Linked DNA regions of Pan troglodytes: regions 1 and 3 are each linked to region 2. Evidence: chromatin contacts called from public Hi-C data. All regions are on one chromosome and are shown on one strand. The core of a region is the stretch at or near the end of the contact, and the rest is flanking DNA. Distances in the headings are between cores, read along the strand shown. Region 1 holds the start of MAML2 (mastermind like transcriptional coactivator 2). Region 2 overlaps MAML2 (mastermind like transcriptional coactivator 2). Region 3 holds the start of CCDC82 (coiled-coil domain containing 82).

Region 1 (2,700 bases), core at 154-2,653, 330 kb before region 2:
ATATTCATGAAATGCCAGAGTTTGTTTAGATTACTGAAGGTATATTATTTGAGACCTCAAATCCAAATGACTTCCAAATTAGGATACCCAGAATATTTTTGGTTCTGACTGTTGCAGTATTATGCTCACCTTAATTTAATCTTCATAATTGAAAATAACAAGCAGAATCCACAATAAGTTTTTTTTTTTTGGAGACAGAGACTCACCCTGTTGCCCAGGTTGGAGCGCAGTGGCGTGATCTTAGCTCACTGCAACCTCTGCCTCCTGGGTTCCAGCAATTCTCCTGTCTCAGCCTCCCGAGTAGCTGGGATTACAGGCGTATGACACCATGCTCAGCTAATTTTTGTAGTTTTAGTAGAGACGGGGTTTCACCATATTGGCCAGGCTGGTCTTGAACTCTTGAACTCAGGTAATACGCCTGCCTTGGCCTCCCAAAGTGCTGGGATTACAGGCGTGAGCCACTGTGCCTGGCCAATATTGGATATTTTAAAGGTGGGATCACTTGAAAATGGGGGGACAATGATCTGTGTGAGATCTATTTGGTTTCTATTATTAAACTTCTTGAAACTCAGAGTCAGGTGCAGTAGTGGTGAGTACCTGTAGTTCCAGCTACTCAGGAGGCTCAAGTGGGAGGATCACTTGAGCCCAGGAGTTCAACTCCAGCCTGGGCAACATAACAAGACTCCATTAAAAGAAAAAAAAAAAAAACTTTTTGAAACTCAGCTGCTACACATTGACTTTCCTCATTGTGTATGTGCACCAGGTAGCTAAGGATACTTCAGGTCTTATATTTGGTTTTTCATAGGCAATCATGCATTCCCAAAAAAAAGCGTTTGTTTCTAGAACTGGTATCGATAATTGTATCATTCTCATAAAATATTTTATTTATCCCAACTGATTTGCCTGTGATCACCCAGACTCACTTATCCAGAGACACACAAATGGGCAGGCAGGTAGACAAACGCTACACCTGCCTGCCCTTTAGGAGCTAACAATGTGATTACCTCTCCTCTCCACGCGCAACCCCTTCCGCCCTCAACACACACATTCATTATCTTCCTTATTCTATTAATGAACATTTCCTCGGTGCTCACACAGCTCGTGCTAGGTTGCTCAGTGGTGTCATTTACAATATACTGAAAAATGAAAATGATATCCTCAGCGGGGCGTAATGTAGGGCTGAAAGGGAAAACACATTCCTGGCCCGGAATTTCTTAAACATTTAGAGCTGGTGAAATGGTTGTGTAGAGGTTGGGGAATTTCCCCAGCCTTCCCCGCTTAACCGAGTCTGATGCTGAGCTGAGCCAGGGCAGCTGAGATGCGCAGGGCTTGGGATTTACCTCTTCAGCCACTGGGAGGCCCTCTGCGTTCCCCTTTCCCCGGTGCCTGGCTGCGATTACTCACTCGCGCAGTGGCACCAGCCTTCCACCAGGGAGCCTCGAACGAGCTCTCCCGCCCTCTCCCCGCCCCCCCCCACCCCCATCTGCAGCTTGCTGGCTCTCTCTTTCTCCCTCTCTGTCTCACTCTCTCTCTTTCTCTCCCTCTCCTATCGGAGCACAATGAAAGCCTGTGTATCGCCGTGACTCCGGGCGGGAGCCAGTGTCAGCAAAGCGGCTAACAACAGACGAGAAAGAGAAAGGAAAATACAAGCTACTTTTTTTTTTTCCATCTATAAAGCGGAGCAAATACAGGAGATAGAACCAGATTGCTTATTGCGAGTCCAGACCCTCAGATCCACTGGCCGGGGATGGAATGTACAAAAGTGGACAGAAAAGTGGCTGGACATGACTCGGTGCAATTTGCTGGAAGTTTGTAAGTTTGACCATCGTTTGTAAATTACTCTCGGAAGAGTTTGTCTCTCTTGATACTGTATTAGAATAGAGCCGGGGGTGAGGAATAGAAACGTAAGCGGGAAAGAAAAAAATGTGTTGAAGGATCTCTCTCAGTGGCTAGCGACTTAAGATTGCTTTTCATTTAAGGCTAGGAAACCTTAGAGGGAGTGAGGATTTTACCGGTGATTGGATTAGCTGAAGAAAAAAGCATGGTCCAAAAGTCCAATTACTGACATTGTTAACAGTTGAAAAGCTGTCTCCCTCTTTTGGGAGAAGACAACATCCTACAGTACCCCAAAGAGGAGAAAACACCGGAGCGAAAGGAAAGGGAGGAAAAATTAAAAGCCAAAAGACAGTCTCCCTTGATTTTTGCACATTTTGAACAGTGACTTAAACATCTTCTGAAACAGCACTGTTTTGTTTTGTTTTGGTTTTTTATTTAACCTGAGGAAAAGTCAAGGCTGCTGGTTACATAGACATGGTAGAAATGTGTTTCTCTGCAGAAACATCCCCATAAAGAATTGTCGGAAACAACTAGGTGAGGGGGAGTCCTCTCTATTAATACCTCTCTCAATACCTTTTGCTGTGTGTTTCTGTCTCTTGCTGGACAATCCCTGAATTCTTGATCTAACCCCCAGATCGTGTGTTTACAAAGTACCTAGTGGCTCTTGTCAGCTTGGTGGAGGAAAAAAAATCCACCAACTCTGTCCAACTTCTCCAGAGCTGTCAAATGCAATTAGAGTAAGTTAATCAGGGTTTGTTTCCAACTTATCCTCCCCCCAGCTGGTTTCTATTCTTTCTCCCCACCCTCTTTTTACTAACTCCCCTCCCCCACACCTTCTCCACGGCTCCCCCACAACCTCTGAAG
Region 2 (2,700 bases), core at 96-2,595:
TCTGGCTGCCTTTGTGTCTACTGCTAGGGTCTGGGGTTTTTATAGGCCCAGGATGGGGTTGTGGCAGGCCCAGGTGGTCTTGGGAAATGCAACATTTGGGCAGGAAGTGCCTGTCCTCACCTAGGTCCGTGGGAGTGGAGCCCTTGCCAGGGACCTGCCTTTCTCTACCCAGTACTTTGCTTCCCCCATTCCATGTCATTTAAAGGGACCACACTCTTCCCTTCCTAGCAGTCCTGTATCACTTTGTGGTTGGATTTTATACTTTAGCTTTTATATTGTAGATGGACTAGTTATAATCTACTACATGAGCTACTGGAGACCTCACATTACTTAATTCTGATTACTTTGAAGAGAGAAGTGAATAGATACAAAGAATCCTTAGGGTTATCTCATTTTGTTGTTCTTAAATGTGATATTTGTTATTGGAAAAACAATATGTTTGTTGATACATAACCTACTTCCCTTGATCATTTTAAAAATTTCAATTAACCCTTGCCCCTCACCTCTCAGAAATCTGTATCTCATAACTCTCTCTTTTCACCTGAGCTCCTAGCAGTTTACAGGCAACATGGTCATCAGTGAAATGTACATGTTGAAAGAGAGAAAATAAAAACCCTCCAAGTTAGTCTGTTAAGGTGAATACATATGCTATTGCATGACCAACTAAGATAGATAATGCCCAGACAGGTCATAAAAAACACACAGGAAAAGGGAACATTGAATAAAATGACGGCAGCATTAGTTGACTTTATAATTCTGTTGCCTTGTGAAACAGAATTATTTGAAAGAGGTTTCTGAAAATGTTTTTGTTGCTTGTCAAAGCACGGTGCTTTGACAACACAGAAGCTATTTTTATGTAGAAACAGTAGTGAAGGTATCTTCTGTTCACTGCACAACTAAATTATATCAACTTATCATTGTGTTGCTTAAGGAAACAAACAGATTTCAAAGGTTTATTCTAGAAAACAGTGTTTAATCAATTTCTTATACTGTCTTTGAACATAATCTAGTAAGCAGATGTGGAGTTAACGGCTTATTATGTTCATACTCCCTATATCCATTCAGAGTCTGCCAGGCTCAGAATAAAAGTCAAGACATGTGCACATAGAGACTCTGTAGATGTTTGTAGCATTTGAAATTAAACTAGTGAGAAGGCTGCCTGGGCGTCCCTTCAGACATGGCACAGTGGAGCACAGAGACAGGAAATATGCCAGACTGCCTCTGTAGGAGGCTGCTGTGAACACGTGCAGCAAGGAACAGGGAACCGCTTAATGATTAATCACTGTCAACCTTTGTTCTCGTTAAAGACTTGATTGTTGGACAAGGCTTGTAATGAGGGACTGTTTTGGTGTCTGTTGCTATGAGATTGTGTTCACTGATCCTCAGTTGATGTAAGCCGCTGTTCTCTTTTTGCCCAAGTCGAATGAACTTGAATGAAAATGCTCTCACAGTGCCTGCTAGTGGTGCTTTCAGAGGAGGTTCTGGGCATTCTGTTTACCAAATGCTACTGCAGCTCAAAAACGGAGAACAGATAACTAAGAGTTTGGCTCAGCTGAATTTTGGCATATGAGATTTATGAAATTTTAGCAAATTTTTTAAAAGTTTGATTCTAAAAGAAGTAAATAAAAGTAGATTTTATGGTAGTAATGGAATAAAAACCCTTCAACACACCCACACACCTTTTCTTTTAAACAAGCACAGATATTCAAGAATCAAAATTTTAAATTGTTACCATTTCTCTTGACTTCTATAAATAAAATATTAAATTGTGTTTTGCAAACCAAATTCTTAAACCACCAACTCATGTGAGAGGTGGGAATATGTCTTGGCATTTTCCTAAAGGCTAAGAAAAAAAATTCCATTTATTCTGTCATTGATTACAGCTTGCAGACTTTTATGTAACCATTTTTTTGTTTGCTTGTTTTTAGATTCAAGGGGTACATGTGCAGATTTGCTCCATGGTTATACTGCATGATGATGAGGTTTGGGCTTCTATTGATCCCGTCACCCAAATAGTGAACATAGTACCCAATGGGTACTTTTTCTGCCCTAGCCTCTCTCCCACCCTCCCCCTTTTGGAGTCCCCAGTGTCTGTTGTTCCCATCTTTATGTCCATGTGTACTCAATGTTTAGCTCTCACTTATAAGTGAGAACATATGGTATTTGGTTTTTCTTTCTGTGTTCATTCACTTACAATAATGGCCTCCAGCTGCATCCATGTTGCTACAAAAGGATGTGATTTAATTCTTTTTTATGGCTATGTAGTATTTCATGGTGTATATGTACCATATTTTCTTACTAATTCAACATTGGTAGATACCTTGGTTGGTTCCATGTCTTTGCTTTTGTAAACAGTGTTGCAATGAACATATAAGTGCAGGTGGCTTTTTGGTAGAATGACTTATTTTCCTTTAAGGTAGATACTCAGTTATAGAATTGCTGGGTCAAATGGTAGTTCTATTTTTAGTTCCTTGAGAAATCTCCAAACTGCTTTCCACAGTGGCTGAACTACAATTCCCACCAGCAGTGCATAAGCATTCCCTTTTCTCTGCAACCTCATCAACATGTATTATATTTTGACTTTTTAATAAGAGCCATTCTGACTGATGAGAAATAGTAAGCATAACCATTTTTGAATCTTTATTTTACTGCAATAAAATATCAATGGAACATTTTGAAGGAGGAAAAAAACAGTATTTT
Region 3 (2,700 bases), core at 119-2,618, 380 kb before region 2:
CAATTGATTTGTGCCCAGGGACAGTGCATTTACCTTTGATTACTGAAATCCTAGAAGGCAAGCACTTCCAAAAGAGTCCAGTTTCATCTGCATTGTAGATTTGTTCAGGCTGTAAATTCTCTCGTTCAATAAAATCTCGAAAGTTATTACAAAAATCTTCCACCGCAGTCTCATCTCCATTTAATCTTTCATTTCTAATGTTAATCTCTCTAATGCTGTGCCGCTGCTTAAAACGAGTTAGCCAACCGGCAGAGGGGTTAAAATCACCATCCATTCCCAAAGCATAAAAGAAGAACTCTGCCCTTTTTGCACAAATTGGTCCAGATATGGGATTCCCTTTTGCTCTTTGCTGGTTGAACCATTCCAGCATTGCCCTGTCCAATTCCTCATACATGGATGGCTTCATAGATTTCCTCTTGGCCAAAAGACTTGTGGAATCAGAACTGCTTGCATAAGTTATAATCTTTTCCTTATTTTTTCTTATATCCCGAACTGTTGTTTCACCAATTCCATAAATCACTGCCAGTTGTTTGGAAGAACCTCCGTCTTCAAGTTTCTTTATTATATCAAGCTTATCTTTAATAGTCAACACCACACGCTTCCGTTTCCCCGACATAGCGAGGTTCTGGGACTCACCCCACACTCACAATGTAGCAATCCACAAAATCCTTCCTTCTCTTACACAGGCTCACTTTAACAGTCTTAACACACTCAGTCTTTCATCCTTACCAGCAACCTGGTGGCCCTGATCCCCTCCCGGGCTGGGGTTGGCTGGCAAATAGACTGCAGAAGAAGGTGAAAGAGGAGGAAGTTTGAGAGAACAGGCCTTTCTTTAACTTATACGGGCAGTAGCGGAGGCCCCATGTCACCGCGGATAATCCGGATTAAAAGCATGTGTTTTATTACCCCAGCAGCCGTGAGAAAGACTATACCCCCATTGTGTCCACGAACCTCCTGCACGTCCAGATCCCGGGTAACCGCGCGTCACTAACCCCTGCCACACCCCAAAGTTACGGCAGAGAGCCGAAGAGCCTAGGAGTCAAGGACTGGCACCCTTCCTCAGGGGAACGGATATATTAGATTCCTTCCCCAGCAGCAGGGCCCTCCCGCCGCGCAGCCCCAGTTTCCCGCGCCAGCTTTAGCCGGGACAGTCCTCCCCGTCCCTCAAAACCCGCCAGGCCCCTCTCCCCACCTCTCTTGCAACCAGGACCCGCACAGCTCCCTGACTATCGCGCGGCAGTCGCTCCGCCCCTAGCCACGCTCCCGGAAGATGATCCCTCCCGCCGCCTGGCCCCACCCCTCGCCCCACCCAGAGGCGGGACTTCCCTTGGTCCCCGGAAGGGGGGAGGAGCATCGCTTGTCATGAGCTGGTTGCCGGGGCGGGGGCGGAGGCGGAGGCAGAGGCGGAGGCGCTTTGAAAGGTGAGAGCGCGAGGGTGGTGCGGGGCTGTCTCCCGGCTGGGACTCGCTCGCGCTCCCGGTGCTAATGGTTTATGGGAGGGGCGGGGGAAGCCGTGCCTCCTCGCGGACTCAGAGAAAAATTCCCGCGGGCGCTCTTTGGGTGGGCCGGAGAATGCGCCTCTAGCCCTCCTCCTCAGTTGAGCTGCAGTGGGCGCGGTGCCCGTTATTTCCGCCTTGGGGAGGTGCTTGGAACTGATGTAGGGAGCTCGGTTGGTGATTTCTCGGGTTTCTGGCCTTTCCAGACCCTTGTAATTGTTTTCTCGGTGCAGAGCTCTTTTGGGGTCTGGGGGTTTCTGTCGTCCTGCGCGCGTCATCGCGAAGCTTGGCCTGAGGGTCCGGTTTCCTAGCTACTGTGCCCCTCCCTCCTGGAGGCAGAGTGACGGACTAGTGGGCTAGCGGGCGCTGGGTTCCTGCGTCCCGCCAAAGAGGTTTGTAATCATGAAAGTCACCCTTCCGGGTGTTAATTCCTGAGAGGATCTATTCCTCTGTCTACCACTCATTCCTGCTGCATTAACCTTCATTGTTAACGGATTTTAATGAATAATATAGTTATCCCGGATACCATGCTGGCAGGATCCACTTTGCGAAATTGTGGACTGTTGGACTGTGATTCTAAGTGGGGGAAATAGGCTTTCCTCTCTTTATGTTTATTTTCTTATATCCTATTTCTGTCATGTTCTGTCTTGTTTTCCTGCCAATAGAAGAACTACGATAAATTTATTCATAGCAATGTGATAAGAACTTGATCTTAATCATACACTGTAGCCCTCAAATCGTGTATTATGCTGGCTTGTTTTTGGTGTCCCTAGTAATTTCATCAGATTGTGAGCTCCTTGGAAGCAGAGACCATGTTTATTTGAAATGGTGGCAGCACAGTTCCTAGCAGGTCCTTGCATTTTGGTAGATATTCAATAATTGTTTTTCGGCTTATTAATCTTTGCTCTCCAAACTGCCATATAAAAGAAAACATCGAAGAGGAGTGATGTTTTACACCCAAGAATGGATCCCTCCCGGTAGAATTTCAAATAATGACCTGGGGTTCCACTGCCTTTCAAATCTGTAAAGTGTTATCTACCACCTGCATTGTTTATACAGCAAGTAGGTGATTTCTAGAATGAATCTTTTCTTGAGTATGAATTAACCTGAAAGTTTAGAAGGAACTATATTTCTTCTGATGAGAAAGTCAAGTGGCATCATCAAAGTACTTTTAGCTATAGAGGTACTGTGTTAGAGAAAGAAC

The links. Hi-C and Micro-C count contacts between places; a contact is called where the count stands out from the background.
Region 1: a contact with region 2 is called in a Hi-C map of stem cell-derived neural progenitor cells, with 5 times the contacts expected there. The contact joins the promoter of MAML2 here to the enhancer-like site in region 2. A contact is called at or near these places in 1 of 7 Hi-C or Micro-C datasets (stem cell-derived neural progenitor cells) and 1 of 1 datasets of contacts at active chromatin or transcription factors (stem cell-derived excitatory neurons).
Region 3: a contact with region 2 is called in a Hi-C map of stem cell-derived neural progenitor cells, with 2.4 times the contacts expected there. The contact joins the promoter of CCDC82 here to the enhancer-like site in region 2. A contact is called at or near these places in 1 of 7 Hi-C or Micro-C datasets (stem cell-derived neural progenitor cells) and 1 of 1 datasets of contacts at active chromatin or transcription factors (stem cell-derived excitatory neurons).

The regions. Positions count from the first base shown.
Region 1 is chr9:98,449,471-98,452,170 of NHGRI_mPanTro3-v2.0_pri, reverse strand. It overlaps MAML2 (mastermind like transcriptional coactivator 2), which reads left to right and starts at 1,403. Exons shown (of 5, transcript XM_001147268.8): 1 at 1,403-2,700.
Region 2 is chr9:98,116,611-98,119,310 of NHGRI_mPanTro3-v2.0_pri, reverse strand. All of the region lies in intron 2 of MAML2 (mastermind like transcriptional coactivator 2), which reads left to right. Among named protein-coding and RNA genes, the nearest start is that of MTMR2, 88 kb to the right of the region's middle. Within about 2 kb of position 1,345, at least 14 of the 24 cell types and tissues checked have an H3K27ac peak or open chromatin away from gene starts, as enhancers often do. A contact at or near this core is called in stem cell-derived neural progenitor cells, where this site is marked.
Region 3 is chr9:98,496,063-98,498,762 of NHGRI_mPanTro3-v2.0_pri, reverse strand. It overlaps CCDC82 (coiled-coil domain containing 82), which reads left to right and starts at 1,368. Exons shown (of 8, transcript NM_001280316.1): 1 at 1,368-1,421. JRKL (JRK like) reads right to left here and starts at 1,285. Exons shown (of 2, transcript XM_016921850.3): 1 at 1,193-1,285; 2 at 1-783. The coding sequence starts at 616.